3 separate regions of the Sus scrofa genome follow, and regions 1 and 2 are each linked to region 3. Evidence: chromatin contacts called from public Hi-C data. All regions are on one chromosome and are shown on one strand. The core of a region is the stretch at or near the end of the contact, and the rest is flanking DNA. Distances in the headings are between cores, read along the strand shown. Region 1 overlaps PAG1 (phosphoprotein associated with glycosphingolipid-enriched microdomains 1). Region 2 has its middle 47 kb from the start of FABP5. Region 3 has its middle 51 kb from the start of PAG1.

Evidence for each region. A called contact is a pair of places that touch in the nucleus more often than the background predicts.
Region 1: a contact with region 3 is called in a Hi-C map of embryonic fibroblasts, with 2.3 times the contacts expected there. A contact is called at or near these places in 2 of 47 Hi-C or Micro-C datasets (embryonic fibroblasts and heart right ventricle) and 1 of 2 datasets of targeted methods (alveolar macrophages).
Region 2: a contact with region 3 is called in a Hi-C map of alveolar macrophages, with 2.8 times the contacts expected there. A contact is called at or near these places in 5 of 47 Hi-C or Micro-C datasets (adipocytes, alveolar macrophages, embryonic fibroblasts and 2 more) and 1 of 2 datasets of targeted methods (alveolar macrophages).

Annotation. Positions count from the first base shown.
Region 1 is chr4:55,504,373-55,507,072 of Sscrofa11.1, reverse strand. It overlaps PAG1 (phosphoprotein associated with glycosphingolipid-enriched microdomains 1), which reads right to left. Exons shown (of 9, transcript XM_021089173.1): 2 at 935-1,004. Among named protein-coding and RNA genes, the nearest start is that of PAG1, 55 kb to the right of the region's middle.
Region 2 is chr4:55,327,842-55,330,704 of Sscrofa11.1, reverse strand. No RefSeq gene overlaps it. Among named protein-coding and RNA genes, the nearest start is that of FABP5, 47 kb to the right of the region's middle.
Region 3 is chr4:55,398,480-55,401,340 of Sscrofa11.1, reverse strand. No RefSeq gene overlaps it. Among named protein-coding and RNA genes, the nearest start is that of PAG1, 51 kb to the left of the region's middle.

The sequences.
Region 1 (2,700 bases), core at 198-2,697, 110 kb before region 3:
TGGGTTAACTAGTCGTTCGTTTAGGTTGGCTGATTTTTTTTTCTTCCTTTTTGGTTTTGGCTCTGTTCAAAGATGACCTAAGATCATTAAAGAATTGTTACATAATTTTATCTATTTATTTATTTAGTCTTTTGTCTTTTTAGGGCCGCACCCTCGGCATATGGAGGTTCCCAGGCTAGGGGTCTAATCGGAGGTGTTGCTGACGGCCTACAGCACAGCCACAGCAACTCGGGATCCCAGCCTCGACTGCGACCTACACCACAGCTCACGGCAACGCCGGATCCTTAACCCACTGAGCAAGGCCAGGGATCGAGCTCACAACCTCATGGTTCCTAGTCAGATTCGTTTCCCCTGTGCCACGACGGGAACTCCTAACTTTTTTTTTTTTTCTTTTTTTTTTGGTTACATAATTTTCTTATCAGCACTACATGAAATTCCTACTACCACTAATAATGATAATAATAACATGCAGCCTCATGTATATTTTTTTGGTGGTGGTGGTGGTGGTGGTGGTGGTGGTGGCGGCGGCAGTGGTGGCAGGGAGCACTGTTCAGAACTGGAACTCCATCAGGCTATCCAATTACAGTCTCTATCTCAAAAATGAAGAAAGAGCTGAGGAGAGGGTAAGCATTTGGCCTAATTTCACATAGACATTACCGGGTAGACTCAGGCTTGCGTCTATCACTGACCAAAGGGAAGCAGCATGTTGTAGGAATCATGACTGGTGGGTGGTGTCTTGGTTGCCATGGCAGAAACCCCATGGTGCTAAATTCCAAACTGGATTAGCTAATACTCTTGAGATTATTCAGCTTCCAAACTGTGGGTCTGCAGTCCTACAACTCAGAGTCCCCAGATATACCCTGATGAACCGTACGAGGCTCAACTAAAGGCAAGCATGGATAGACAATGGCGAATAAACCAGATAAATGAGTACCTGGCAGTCACTCTCTCCCTGTTCCGAAGTTGCACTCAGCTGTCGAAATAAGAGAATGACTTCGTGTTTTCTGGAAAGGAAACACAACAGGAAACAATTTCAAAACTCTGAACTGGATTAAAATTGCAGTAACTAAGGGTAACATGATGATCTTTTCACTTACTTATTAAAAGTTCTGAGCAATAAAGAAACTGAGAAATAAGTATTTAATTAACCTTTGGCACTATAAAAATTATGTCAGAAAACAGAAGTTAAAACTAGTTCTTCAAATGTTCAGAGACCTATAGATTATCCCTAATTTTATACATGAAAGAAAGTAAAATGGATGGCATTAACCACATGTACTTTCAATGATTAATAATTACATCCATGCTTTGTTTTTTTTCACTCATTGCTTCATCCCACCTCCTCTCATAGACACTGATGGTTAACTAGGAGCCAGCACCACACAACACAAACATGGACCCTTCCAGCATGCAAGGTGCATGTACAGATTAAAACAAAACCAAAAACAGTTGCATGCCCAAGAAGATGACAGTCTTAGCAGAACAAAGACGGCTGGAATAAAACTCTGCAGAATTGTGTAATACTTGTTATACTGGATTTAGCCAAGTTATTTTATATCTTCATCTTGAAACATGCTAAATTTTTGTGAGCATGGTTTCCTATGGTTAAGATAAAACTGTATCACAAAGATCACTTCCTCTAAGAGGATGTGTGATTCAAGTTTGAGGAATGTAATCTCATATCGAATACTCTGTTTTTGTAGACTGTGGATCTAAGAAGACATCTTAAAATACGCTAAGTAGAAGTAAAAACATTGGGAGGGAAAGAATGACCCCCAAACTAAAGTCTCAGAAAAAATATCCACTGAGGTTAAACCAAGGCAGCTTTTTTTTTTCCCCCTCTTTAGGGCAAGAGTTTAAAAGAGAAAAGAAAGCTATTTCTTAGAAAGAAATGAAATGCCAAGCACTGCTAGAAAGACCAAAGGGAAATAGTAAGCTGACAACAAGCAGGGTGGGTGGTCCCTCCATGACCTGCCACGCCAGACACATCAGACACGCCGGACTCTCAAGACGCCAGCAAGACAAGAGCCCCAGCCCCCATCCCACCTCACAAGGCCCCTGGCCATGTGGTCTAAGAGCCTCCTGCTGGGACCTGTGAGAGAAAGGTGCAGCAGAAGGTGAGGGAGAGTCACAGGTTAAGAGCAAAAGGGGAGAGTTCACATTTACCAAGAGTCTGCTTTCAACAAAGGCAATGGAAATTCTCTCCTCTTTGCCCTTTGCTAGGAAATTCCCCATTCTGAACTTCTAAGCATTACAGCTCAGCAAGCCGGATGGGTTCTGGAAAGTTTCCACACCAGCCTGAAAACCCATCATTTATGAAACCAGGAAGATGCATTTCAAGCTCTCAACCACTGCATCAGAAACAAGTGTCTGGGAAAAGCACCCGTTCCAAAGGGGAGAAATAACTCTTTTTGAGATGCCGCTAAGTCTAATAAACACTTACTCATAAACCTCTGCACTATATACAAAAGCAAAGATGAAGAGGCCCCATTCAGGAGACCAAGTCACCAATATATACAGAGACACAAGTAATAATAAATGTACAGGCTGTGACTAGTGTATGGAAAAGAGCATGAGGGCACCATACTTAATAGTTCTCCACAGCTCTTGGGCTAAAACCCAAGCCACCTTGCATGGTTTGACAAGCTCCCACCCCTGGGGGAGTCATACCTCATCATGCATCTCATCACCCTCACCTGC
Region 2 (2,863 bases), core at 120-2,619, 70 kb after region 3:
TTTTTAGAGCTGTACCCGAGGCATACAGAGGTTCTCAGGCTAGGGTTTGAAACTGAGCTGTAGCTGCTGGCCTACACCATAGCCACAGGAACTCGGGATCCAAGCCACGACTGCGACCTATAGCTCGTGGCAATGCTAGATTCTTAACCCACTGAGTGAGGCTAAGGATCACACCTGTGCCCTCATGGATGCCAGTCAGATTCATTTTCTCTGAGCATGACAGGAACTCCAGATTAACAGATATAAACTCATGCATTAAAGGGATACGAAAGAAAGCTTTACTTAGCACGGGGAATTATACCCATTATCTTGGTTTTGTTTTCTTTTTGGCTTTTCAGGGCATATGGAAATTCCCTGGCTGGGCGTTGAATCAGAGCTGCAGCTGCCAGCCTAACCACAGCCATAGCACCTCGGGATCCGAATCATGTCTTCGACCTACACCACAGCTCAAGGCAACGCCGGATCCTTGAGTGAAGCCGGGGTGGAACTTGCATCCTTGTGGATGCTAGTCAGGTTTGTAACCCGTTGAGCCACAATAGGAACTCCCTTTACCCATTATCTTGTAATAACCTCTAGTGGAATATAATCTGCAAAAATACTGAATCACTGTGCTGTACACCTGAAACTAACACAATATTGTAAATCAGCTATGTTTTAATTAAAAAAGCCCTTCATTGATACTTTCAATATCATGGATGCATCTTAAAAACATTACACTGAGTGAAAGAAGCCAGGCAAGAAAAGACCATATGTGATACGATTTCATCTTACGATATTATGGAAAAAGAAAAACTTGAGTGATGGAAAGTAAAGTGTTTGAGGAACTGAGGACCTGGGAGAGGGATGGGAGGAAGGAGTTGTGTGCATAGAAGAATGCTCAATTTGGGGAGTCATGAGAAATGTTCACAATAGTGGTTGTGGATAGTATGTGTTTGCTAAAACTCAACAAAGTGTAACCTTAAAATCAGTACTTTTTATATTCTGTTAATCATACCTCAATAAAGCTGATTAAATAAAGATATATTAAAAATGCATCTCTATAAATACTCAGGAATCTGATACAAAGATATTCGTGTTTCTTCTTTTTGAAGAAGGAGGAAGAATTTTGTTCTCATTTATGAGAAAAGCCTCCAGGGCCTGTTCTAGCAAAAGTACAATGGGAGACACTTTCTCTTTCACTGGACATGGCTTTGAATGCCTCCTCTCATTTCACGTTTTGGAATTACAAATTCTTCTTTGTGTTCTTCAGTGACGTGTTTTCTGACTAGGATTTTTTCTTTTTTCTTTTAAACAGGACTGGGGCTGTGCAGGGGTTCTGGGAGAGGCTGAATTGCCCCAGGATCATGCTCTTTCTAGGAAACAGGAACTAGGGGGTCAAGGTTTGTGTGGGTTCAGTGTCATCTGAACTTGATGCGCCTTGGCCTCATGTGTCCCTTCCATGTTTAGAAGGTCCCTCTCTTGGGCCTATCATTTCACAGAAGCCCCAGGATATGGTGATTTGGGTGGAGCCTGTATTTTATCTCAAGGTTTGGAGGAATGTCATGTTGATCTATTCCCACTAGAAGCTGGGTACTTCTATGAGTGAACTTCCTGAGAGTCCATGCCATTAATAGATAGGACAATTTTAGCTCTTTGAGCAAAGGTCTCTTGAGTTTTGACTTCAACCTGAAAAACAGATGACAAATGATAGCATTAGGTTCTGCCTGTTAAACTGATTTCCTGGATGATGTTTCTCTTGCATAATCCCTGTTAAATATTTGTACCTGATTCACCTGAGTTAAACAGTTGCAAATTTCCCAGGGTGGAGGAATAGGTACAAGTCAACCCAGGGTACAAATATGGTGCCTAAGTCAGGCCCTGGCGAGTCTTCATTCCCTAAAACGAGGTGTAGCACTCTCATTTTTTACTGTAGCGGACAAAGACATGGTGATTGAAACCAGAAAGAGCCTCATTTAAAAAGGCCAGGCGCCTAGTACCCCCTCCTCTGTGAAGGAAGAAATGAGAAGACATAACCTTTTTATTTATGTATTTTTTAATTGTTTTTTATTTTTTGGCTTTTTAGGGCCACACCCACGGCATACGGAAATTCCCAAGCTAGGGGTCGAATTGGAGCCACATCCACAGCAAGGCGGGATCAAGCCTCATCTGCGGCCTATGCCACAGCTCACGGCAACACCGGATCCTTAACCCACTGAGAGAAGCCAGAGATTGAACCCACAGCCTCATGGTACTAGTTGGATTTGTTACCTCTGAGCCACCATAGGAACTCCTCTTTAGTTTTATGTTGTAGATTACACATTTCTAAATATGTGGGAAATTATCAAAGATTGTGGTTCTTGATTTTGAAAAATGAAATTTTTCCTGTTAAAGTGTAACTATATAGGCATGCATATTAGCCCTATCTTTGCTTAATTTGGAGAGAATCAGCTGTTTCTAATCATTGCTTAAACCCCATAAAGGTTTCCAAGATTGGACCGCACCCAGTCCAAACTCTATCCAAGGTGGGCCAGTTCTGCCATCTAGTGGCCACCTTGTTGAACTACATCAGAGGGCATTCTGCGGTCTAGTCTGTTCTAGTCCTGAGAATTACTTTTAATTTAATGAGTCATGTGATTAGTTTTGGCCTTCATGTCTTTTCATTCCTACCTACTATCTGTGTGACTTGGGAAAATTATTTAATATTTCTGTGACTCAGTCTATCCATCTGCAGAATGGGGATAAGGACCTACTTCCTGTGATTTTCATGAGGCTCATGTGAGATAATATATGGAAAACGCTTAACAGAAGGCCTAGGCACAGGTAAATCCTGAATAAAATTTTATATTTTTATTATATTTCCTAATATAATTATAATTTTGCAAGT
Region 3 (2,861 bases), core at 256-2,755:
ACGAAGTGCTTATGACTCCTGAAGCCTTTTTTTTTTTTTTTTTTTGTCTTTTTAGGGCCGTACCTGCGGCATATGGAAGTTCCCAGGCTAGGGGTTGGATCAGAGCTGCAGCTGCTGGTCTATGCTATAGCCACAGCAATGCCAGATCCTTAACCCACTGAGCAAGTCCAGGGATCGAACCTGTGTCCTCATGCATACTAGTCAGTTTCATAGCACTGAGCTATAACGGGAACTCCTGAAGCCTGTTTTTTAAATGCATGACCATTTATGTATTTTGTTTAACATTTATGTCAACTTTATGAATCATTTTAAAACTATCGGGTCTGAAAAAGAAAAGACTCAGTCTTCAGGAAAAAAAAATTACTTTGTAGGTCATTTAGCTTAATAAAATCATTTCATTTTGTGCCCAGAACCTGATTCAAAGTAAGTCTGTGAATTCCTTTAAAAGCCCAGGAATAGAATCCCACATAAGTAAGGGGATCCTAAGCTATAACTTTAACTTTCTGGGTTTAGGAATCCACGCTAATCTTGATTTACTTTTTTCTCACTCCTTTTTCCCGTTCCATGGTCTCCATGGTGATCCTTTAATGCAGGTGGACAAATGCCATATTCCTTTGACTCAGATGGTTCCAGAAGTGACCCAGCTCAGCGGTCTCTGTGAAATCCAGTCACAGCAGGGAAAGATCTAGTTTTAGGAAAGAAATCTACTGGCAGAAAATAGATAAGCTTCCAATAATTAAAAAGGAAAATCAGGTTCAAAGATTTAATGAGATTTTTGTCCTTGTGATTAGTCACATCATTTTATTAAGAGAAAAAAAATAAAAATACTCCAATGAGACTTCTCTGGCCATAATAACTCAGATTTGCATGGTGTGCTGTGGTTGACAAAGCTTTCTCACAGATCATTTCATTTTAATTTATATGGTGCCTGCTTAATTTTCTGTCAGATTTTAGAACTCTGCTGTGATCAGTCATAATCTGAAGTTTGTGGTGGCTATAAACACAACCAGGGCAATCGAGGGTGAATTGTCTTGGATGAAATATAACAGATGGATAATGGAAGCTCCAGGAAAGCACTTGTTCATCTACTATTTCATCTCTAGCAGGATCTCAGAGTCAAGACTTGCAAGATAACATTGATGTGAGATTCTACTGTCCTGAATTTGATTTTTATTCAAAATCATTTCCTGGGAGCGAGTATTCTTATTTGTTTCGTTTTACAAACCATTTTGTCTTTACCTCTGTTTCTTTTAAGCCCTTTGGATTGGATGCTGACAGAAAAGCCTCGTGGCAATCAACATCTACAAGAATGAAACAGAAACAATTGATACAAGGATTTGCTTTTGCAATAATGATACATTCTAGTCAAATCAAGTGCTTCCCAGTGTGAAAAGAGCTAGCATTCTTATTTCTAAAATTCAAATCAGCATTTCCTAATCATTTGTGTCCATCCAGTTTCACTTCGTAATTTCCAGATGGCCACCTGGATGCACTCAGGCTGCTCTGTGACACAGTTGAGCTGGTTTTGAAAGTTCCTCCTTTTGTCTCTGGGTTCCTTCTCTCTTATTCCCCTAGGACTCTCTGCCTCAAAGTATTTTATCTGAAGCTATGTCTGAATATGAATAGACACATGGAGAATTGAGGCAATTATACTATTAATTTGAGCTGGGGGAAAAAAAAAAGAACACTTTGCCTGTGTTATCTGGCAATTCCTGCAGACATCTTTTTCTGTTTCAATGATCTGGAAGATTGCCTAACTTCTTTTCTTTGGGGGTGTGGATTTGGTCCGGGTCACATGGCTCTGAGCACTTAATGTCTAAGCCTGTTGCCTCATTTCCTGCTGCCTGAGACTGTATCTATTCTAGGAAGGCTAAGCCCTGATAGGAAGGTTCAGCGGTTCTGAAGTACTTACAGCTCTTCAACACTTCGATATTTTAAGTTCTTAACAGATGTTAGGGCTGTTACACCAGTCATGGTGAGCTAGACCAAATGGCGTTTTCATTCATTCCTTCTTTTTTTTTTTTGTCTTTTTGTCTCTTTCAGGGCTGCACCTGTGGCATATGGAGGTTCCCAGGCTAGGGATCGAATCAGAGCTGTAGCGCTGGCCTATACCACAGCCACTGTGTCTGTGACCTACACTACAGCTCATGGCAACGCTGGATCCCTGACCCATTAAGCAAGGCCAGGGATCCAACCCACATCCTCATGGATGCCAGTTGGGCTTGTTAACCGCTCAGCCATAACGGAACTCCTTATTCCTTCTGTACTGAGTACTCCAGCTCCATGCCAGGTCCTAAGGATAGCAGTACTCCAGCTCCATGCCAGGTCCTAAGGATAGCACAATGACAATCTCTTAGCCTTAGCACTTGAAGAATTTGAAGGAACATTAAAAAGTAGTCACGGTATGATGCAATAAATTGGAGCAATGAATCCACTGTGGGCAAAAGCACACACCTAAAAGATTCAGAGATAGAATCAGAAGCCACAAACATTTTCTCATGAATATACTTTTCATTCTCATTTTATTTTTTCTTTCTACAATCCTTTAAGCCTGTCTCACTGGGTATTCATTTGCTACTTCTCAAAGATCTTCGGTCACTGAGAATTTGCGAGTAGACGTTTTCGACACAGGAGGCTTTGGCAGACATTGGTCAAAATCTCTGCCAAGGGCTCTCCCTGGCAGATGGCAGCAGCTGTTTCTGATTGAGTCTAAGAAAGTACAGGAGGAGTCTCTGCAAAATGTCCCTTTTATTACACTAATGGCTTTTCCCTGAGAGTGGTTTTTCATTGTATCAGTGCATAATTGTTTTTGCTAATGCATTTGCTTAGATCTTACAAAAATCTAATTATTCTATGTAATG